Regions from separate parts of the Ovis aries genome. Here region 2 is linked to region 1. A link is a contact called in public Hi-C data. All regions are on one chromosome and are shown on one strand. Each heading gives the region's core, a stretch centred on a gene start, on an enhancer-like site or on the middle of the called end of the contact. The rest is flanking DNA. Distances are from core to core; before and after follow the strand shown.

Region 1 (3,822 bases), core at 720-3,219:
CCAGCAGGAATTCTGAGAAGCCAGAGGGGCTGCAGGCTCCCCACCCCTACCCGGGGTTAGGAGCAGCTGGATGGAGCAGCTGGGAAGAAGGGACCTGGGAGTCTGGAATATGGTCATTTGAAGGAATGCCTTGGGTTCAAGGGCCAGAGCCTCAGAAAAGGGAAGGGGTCCTAGGGAATAAGACAGGGGTGGGCAGGTAAGGCGTGAGGAGGCATCAATGCCAAGCTGGGGAGGGGATGGGCAGGTGCCTAGCAGAGTCCCCCTTTCTCCTCAACCTGGGCCCCTAGCCAGCAACCTGGGAGAACCCCCTCTTCTGGCTCATTTCCAGCCAATTCCCTGGGCTCCCTCCTCAGGTGTGCAGCTCTTGAGGAAGAGGCTTCCTGAAAAAACAGGGCCCCTTCCTACCCATCAGAGCCTCCACCCCTGCAGAGAGCAGGGGAGACTGAGGCCAGGGAGATCCTTCCCCATTCCTCAAAGCTTGACATTCCACCCAGGATCCGCCTGTCCAGGCTTCAGCCCTGCCTCATTCCAGGAGGAAATCCGACCCCCTCCCTTCATCCGGACCTTACTTCCCTCATCCAGACACCACCCACCCCCCTGCTTTTCCTGCCAGCTCCTTGATGGAAAGGCAAAGAGTAGAGAGCACCATGTCAGGCTGGGATGGGGCTCAGAGGCAGGAGTGGGGAGGACAGTGGCTGGGGTGGGGGGGGGGGTGGGGGTCAGGGACTAGGAGGCAGGCGCAGGGCTGGGGTGGGGTGGACACCCCTGAGAACCCTGGCATCGGTAGGGAGTCATGGTCTAGCCTTCCCACCCTCTCCCGCGGCAGGAGCCAACCCCACCCCCACCTCACACCTGGGCCCGTGAGGCGCTGGGAGGGTCTCCTCCACCGCGATGAAGAGGTAAGAGGAGGAGGGGGTGAGCTGGGGGCGGGCTGGGGCAGGAGTGGCTGAAGGCTTCCTGGACGGGGACCCAGGCACCTGCCCTTCCAGCCGACACTGCCCACAGCCAGTTAGCCAGCTCAGCATGGCTCCTCCACCAACCACAGCCCTGCCATGCGCCTTGAGCTGGGAATCAACGTACCCCTTTTTCCAGACAGACCCCCAACTGCAGCCCCTCCTCCATCACGGGCCAATCGGCGTTTCTTTGGTGCACCCCAAATTCTGAACCTGGGGCCGGCGGGGGGCAGTTAGGCTCCAGGGTGAAGAACCCCATTCGAGCAGCCAATCCGCCCACCGCCTCACCCACTCCCCCTTCTCACCTCCTCCCTTCAAACCCAGCTCCAGGCGCCCAGCCCCCGTCCGGGCCCAGGGTGGCAGCCGCTGCCTGCGCCCCCAACCCAGCGGGAGTCGGGAGCGAGGAACCCGCTGGGGGCTGCGGAGCGGGCGCCCGCCCCAGCCCGCCCCTGGGCGGGTGTCTCCGATAGACAATGGCTCTGGCAGCAGCGCCTCGCGGACCAGGAGGGAGAAAAACAAGGCAGGAGGGGGCGGTGGCACGGAGCCTGGGGACCCCGGCCCTCCCCATTGTGCCTCCCCGAGACCCCCGTCCGGCGGTCTGCCTCTCTCTCCCTCCTCTCCCCCGTAAGCGACGACCCCAGGTCGCCTAGCTCCCCCCACCCAAATCCAGGGAATAGAATACCCCTCAATTCACAAGCGCCGCGAAGAAGCGGCTGGCGGGCGGGTCCCGATCGAGGGTAGGAGGGGTACGCAGGCCCAGGATCAGTGCCCCTCCCGACCAAGACTCACCCTGCGGGCTGGGGGGCTCCGGCGGCGACTTGCCGGGAGCCCGGGAGGCGCCGCCGAGCAGCAGCCCCAGCAGCGGCAGCAGCCGCGCGAGGACGCTGGGGCCACTCGGCGGCGGCATCGCGGGGCTCGGCCCGGCCCTAGCGGCCCATGGCTCCCGCCCGGCCCCGCTCGGCCGGCCCCGCTCAGCCCCAGCTCAGCGCCGCGCCGCGCGGCTCGGGCTCCCGCTCTGGCTGCGGTGGCCGCTCAGCGCGATTGTCTCCGCCCGGAGCCGCCGCCAGCGCCCCCTGCAGGCGGCGCCCCACCCCGCGGGCCTCCGGGCGCCGCCCCCTCGATGCCCGCAGCCCACTCCGCAGCCCCTGCTGCGCGCCCAGACCCCCGGCTGCAAGGGAGTGTAGCGAATAGGGTCAGTCCACTGGGGTTCTCGGAGTTCCAGAGCCCTCAAAATTGGGTGCAAAATTTGGGGAGGGAGAATTGCTGTTGCTTACAACACAAAGAGTTGCTTATGAGGGTCTCCAAAAACTGTCAAGAACTGCGCGGTCCTCTCCGCACAAACAACCTGCGCGGTGCTGGGAAGGTAGGGTGCAGTCCCGTTGGGAATAATCCCGGTCCGAGTTCTGTCTAGCTTCTTCCTCCTCTTGAGTTCTAAGCAAGTTCCTTAGCCTTCTGCTCCACAGCCTTCCTTTAAGATGAGAGTTGTGGTAATCTCTGCCTTGTAGGATTATTGTAAGGATTAAAAGAGATAATGATGCAAAGGGTGCTTTACTGGAGCGCAACAGATGTTGCTGTTGGCTCAGGGTGAGGTTCACCCTCAGGGTGAGGCTCACCACTGCCCGGTAGTATATTCATCCCTGGGCAAACCAAATGCTTAGAACTGCACGTATGAATTCCACACTGGAAGCTTGCCCTGGCACCCACCAATCTCTCCTTCTTTCCTGTTTCTGGTCATCTTTACCATTCAACTTGGTCAAATCCTCACTAATCTGTATCCCTCTTCTGATTTTCTCTTGCTTGTCACCTTCTCTTTCTCACAATATGGTGCCCTGAAGGGGCCTGGACACTTAGGGTAAGGAACTCCCCATCCCTCAGAGGTCAAGCTTTTTTCTTGGTTAGGTGCCTTGTTGGCTCTCCTGACAAGGACACATAATTATGAGCTTGTGAACAAAACCACCTGATTGATTCTTTCTCTCTTTCCCTCCCTCCTTCCCTTCCTCTTTCCCTCATTCTCCCTTCCTTCCTCCCTTCCTCTATCCCTTTTCCTTTCTTTCTCACAAATTTCCATCTATTCATATTTCCCCTGTCTAATTGTTATGTAACCAATTTTTTTTTCACAACCTCAACACAGGATTTAGCACTCATTCCTGGTGAATTTCATCTTGTTGGTTTCAACCCAGCTTTACAATCTGTCAAGGCTGCCTTGAATCTGCTTCATCACCCATTGTATTGGAGCTGCCTCTCAGCCAGCAGCCATCTGCAGGGTAAAAGCAGCTTTGCTGTCTCCATTCACGGGACTCATGACAATACCAGGCAGCCTAAGAATGGAGCTTTGGTATGCCCCCACAGAGATTGCCTCTACTTTATCAAAATTGTTCAATTTTAAATCTGCATCTCTATCATCCAGGTCACATCTCTGTCTTGTTTATAAGGACAAATGCCAAATGATTTGCTGGATCAAGATAAATTGTCTGGGGCCATCCAATTACAATGGCGGCGGGAAGAGAGGGTTTGGCTGCTATTCAAGGATCACAGCTTAATCTTTTCCTAAACGGTCACAGTCACCCATGAAGAAAGCTTTTCTGGAACCTGCCATGCATGGATATCAAATTGTTCTCTTTACATAATTTACCTTTTACCCCTTTGGGTAAAATCAAATGCCAGAAGCTCTTGTGTGGTAAATTTGTTCATCAACGGCTTCCCTCAACACTCAGCATCAAGTCCAAAGTTCTTCCCCATGGCTGCAAAGTGCTGCATGCCTGCCCCCACCCCTAACTTCATCTGGATTCCTTGTCTGCCTTCAGCCCGAGGGTCTCCTTTTGCTTGAATACATCAAGCCTCCTCTCACTTCACTTCAGTTCAGTCGCTC
Region 2 (3,874 bases), core at 236-2,735, 140 kb after region 1:
ATCATGGAAAAAGCAAGAGAGTTCCAGAAAAACATCTATTTCTGCTTTATTGACTATGCCAAAGCCTTTGACTGTGTGGATCACAATAAACTGGAAAATTCTGAAAGAGATGGGAATACAGACCATCTGACCTGCCTCTTGAGAAATCTGAATGCAGGTCAGGAAGCAACAGTTTTAGAACTGGACATGGAACAACAGACTGGTTCCAAATAGGAAAAGGAGTACGTCAAAGCTGTATATTGTCACCCTGCTTATTTAACTTATATGCAGAGTACATCGTGAGAAACGCTGGGCTGGAAGAAGCACAAGCTGGAATCAAGATTTCTGGGAGAAATATCAATAACCTCAGATATGCAGGGGACCCCACCCTTATGGCAGAAAGTGAAGAGGAAGTAAAAGCCTCTTGATGAAAGTGAAAGTGGAGAGTGAAAAAGTTGGCTTAAAGCTCAACATTCAGAAAACGAAGATCAAGGCGTCTGATCCCATCACTTCATGGGAAATAGATGGGGAAACAGTGGCTGACTGTATTTCTGGGGGCTCCAAAATCACTGCAGATGGTGACTGCAGCCATGAAATTAAAAGACGCTTACTCCTTGGAAGGAAAGTTACAACCAACCTAGATAGCATATTGAAAAGCAGAGACATTACTTTGCCAACAAAGTTCGGTCTAGTCAAGGCTATGGTTTTTCCAGCGGCCATGTATGGATGTGAGAGTTGGACTGTGAAGAAAGCTGAGTGCGGAAGAATTGATGCTTTTGAACTGTGGTGTTGGAGAAGACTCTTGAGAGTCCCTTGGGCTGCAAGGAGATCCAACCAGTCTATTCTGAAGGAGATCAGCCCTGGGATTTCTTTGGAAGGAATGATGCTAAAGCTGAAACTTAAGTACTTTGGGCACCTCATGTGAAAAGTTGACTCATTGGAAAAGACTCTGATGCTGGGAGGGATTGGGGGCAAGAGGAGAAGGGGACGACAGAGGATGAGATGGCTGGATGGCATCACTGACTCGATGGACGTAAGTCTGAGTAAACTTCGGGAGTTGGTGATGGACAGGGAGGCCTGGTGTGCTGTGGTTCATGGGGTCGCAAAGAGTTAGACACGACTGAGCAACTGAACTGAACTGAACTGAATCAATTAAAAAATTTTTTTTGAACTTAGAATGGTTAAGACAGTGGATCGAAAGAGTGAGCATTTGAGAAGACAGTCAGCAAGGGCAAAATTAAGTAGGAGAAAAAAACAACACGGGACAGGAGACGGGAATTTATTTGGTGGGGATCGCCGTAGCTCGAAGCCTTAGGGGAGAGGAGACAAAGAGACCGTTGGCTTAGAACTTGTTTACTGTATTCTGTTTTGGGCACCGGGGACTAAAAGGAGGTCCAACTTGGGACAGTCACATTCCTTCATGTTCGGTTCTGTCCTAGCCCCACCCGGAAGTCCGCGAACAGCTGCAGGGCTGCAATGAGAATGTGTGTGCTGCCACCTACTGTCGACTAGAGGCAGTGCAGACGAGCCTCCCCGCCCGGCTCTTGGAGATCTCAGACTAGACCAGGCTGGTCCAGACCAGAAACAATCTTTCCCAGAAGCCTTCAGCTCTGGGCAGAAGATCCACTGTGTATGTGTGTGTGTGTGTGTGTGTGTGTGTGTGTGTGTGTGGCGGAGAGGGGCGGAGTTCTTAGCCTGCACCTCCAGATGTCTAGGCAGACCCAGAAATGGCTTCAAACTTCCTTAACTCGAATCTCCCCCATCTCCACATCTTCTGATTTGCTAGGATTTGGAGCCACTGGTAGGGTCTTTTCCTGCCTTCCCTGAGATGATCACCTAGTGGGGGAGATAATAAGTCATTCCCCAAATTGTTTGATAAGTGAATCATGCAAGACAAGTCCCAGGGTGCTGCCGCTGAATGGGGTACGGTCAACTCTAGTTCTGTGGTAGGAAAGTTCTAAAGGGCAGGAAGGGAAAGGGCTGGTGGAAGGAAGCCAGTCCTCGGAGAATGGCTCCAACTTGGGGCAGCAGGGAAGGGAGAATGTATGACGAACGAGAGGAATGAGGACAAAGGACTTCCATTTCCAGTAAGAATGGGCTACCATTAGACCAACTTTCCGACTGAAAACAACTGCAAATGCTGCGTAAAAGATTTTTTAAATCTCCTCAACGATATCACAGATATTTGACGAGAGTTAATGAATTTCCAGGTGAAGCCTAAGGTGAAGTGGGATCCCAGAAAGGCATTGGAAGATGGAGCAGAAGAAATTACCCAGAATGTGGAAAAGAGGGGCAAAAAGAGAAAGGAGACTGACAGACAGGGAGGATTAATTTTAAAAAGTCAATCAGAGATTAATCAGAGTTCTAGAAGAAAAAGACAAGAGAGTGTGGCAAGGATAAGATTTGAAAGATAATGACTACACATTTTCCAGTATTGATAAGGCATCAATCCACAAGTTCTAGGAGTCCAAATACCCAAACAGGACACGCAAAACAGAACCTGCATGTAGATACATCACAGTGAAACTTCAGAATGCCAAACCTAGAAAGAAAACCTTCAGAGTAGTCTTCTCAACCCAATAATGGAATCCAGAAGACAGTGGAATGAATGATACCTTGAACATGCTGGAAGAAAATAACTTTTGACCTAGAGTTCGACACTGAATTTTTAAAGAAAACTAGTAAAACTAAGAAAGTTTGCTACCAGCAGAGCCTCACAAAGGAAATTCTAAAGGTTGCCATTCAAGCAGAAGGAGAGGGATGCCAAACGGAAGGTCTAAGATGCAGGAAGGAATGAAGACTTGTATACAAAAGCGGAAACAACCCAAACATCTATCACCAGATGAAAGGATAAACAGAAGTGGAACTTCCATCGATGGAATATCATTCAGTCATTAAAAGGAATAAGGTATTGACATATGTTATGATACATATGAATCTTTAAAACATTAAGTTAAATAAAAGAAGCCAGACACAAAAGGTCACATACTGAGTGATCCTGTTTATATGAAATATCCAAAATGGGGAAGTCCATAAAGACAGAAGGTAGATTAGTTGTTGCCCAGACTAGGGTAAGAAAGTAATGGGGATGACTACTAATAAGTACAGGATTTATTTTGGGGATGATAAAAATGTTATGAAAGTGTCTAGTGGCGATGATTGTACAATCTTGTGACAGTATTAAAAACCACTGAACTGTACACTTACAATGATGAACTCTATCTCAATTCAAAGAAATTTTTTAAGAAGTGATAAGATCTGTACAGAAATCTAAATAAGTATTGATGATTTAAATAATAATAATAACGTCCAGTGAGGTTAAAGAAGAGAATTAAAATGTACAACATAAATGATAAATTACGTTAAAGAGTTCATTGGTCCAGGAGGAAAGCAAGTAAATATATTGATTAGCTTTAGACTTTGATGCACAGTGTAGCGTTTAGGGTACAGGCCAAAACAATATGCCCTCTATATAATCATATAATTTGTAGAATCGTCAATAAAGGAATAGAAACAAAGGCATGGAAATGGCAATCGGGCCTGGTGTGGCCAGCTGGGGACCCATCTATTCGCAATAACACATGGCTGCCCGGGGCTACTGTTACTGGTTGGAGCGGACAGAGATTAGAGGAATCACAAGGAGGACCTGAAGTGTTACCTGATTCACCCCTCTCTTTTCACGTGACCAGGTATGTGGTGGTTCATCCTAGGTTCCAGGCATGGTGCTGAGCGGCGCTGGGGCCACAGTGGTGCCTGAACTCAGCTTTCAGGGAACTGTAGGTCCTGGAGGGGAAGCTGGAGTTGTGAACCAGAGCCCAGCCACACAGAGTCTGGTAGGTCAGAGCAAGGAGCTCACCACTGATGCCAAGGGCAGTGGAAAGTCATTGACAAGTTT

What was found. Hi-C and Micro-C count contacts between places; a contact is called where the count stands out from the background.
Region 2: a contact with region 1 is called in a Hi-C map of liver, with 2.9 times the contacts expected there. The contact joins the enhancer-like site here to the promoter of FAM171A2 in region 1. A contact is called at or near these places in 3 of 16 Hi-C or Micro-C datasets (liver, skin fibroblasts and tail adipose tissue).

The regions. Positions count from the first base shown.
Region 1 is chr11:43,902,577-43,906,398 of ARS-UI_Ramb_v3.0, forward strand. FAM171A2 (family with sequence similarity 171 member A2) reads right to left here and starts at 1,970. Exons shown (of 8, transcript XM_027974424.2): 1 at 1,743-1,970. The coding sequence starts at 1,860.
Region 2 is chr11:44,040,171-44,044,044 of ARS-UI_Ramb_v3.0, forward strand. No RefSeq gene overlaps it. Among named protein-coding and RNA genes, the nearest start is that of GPATCH8, 20 kb to the left of the region's middle. Within about 2 kb of position 1,486, at least 5 of the 54 cell types and tissues checked have an H3K27ac peak or open chromatin away from gene starts, as enhancers often do. A contact at or near this core is called in liver, where this site is marked.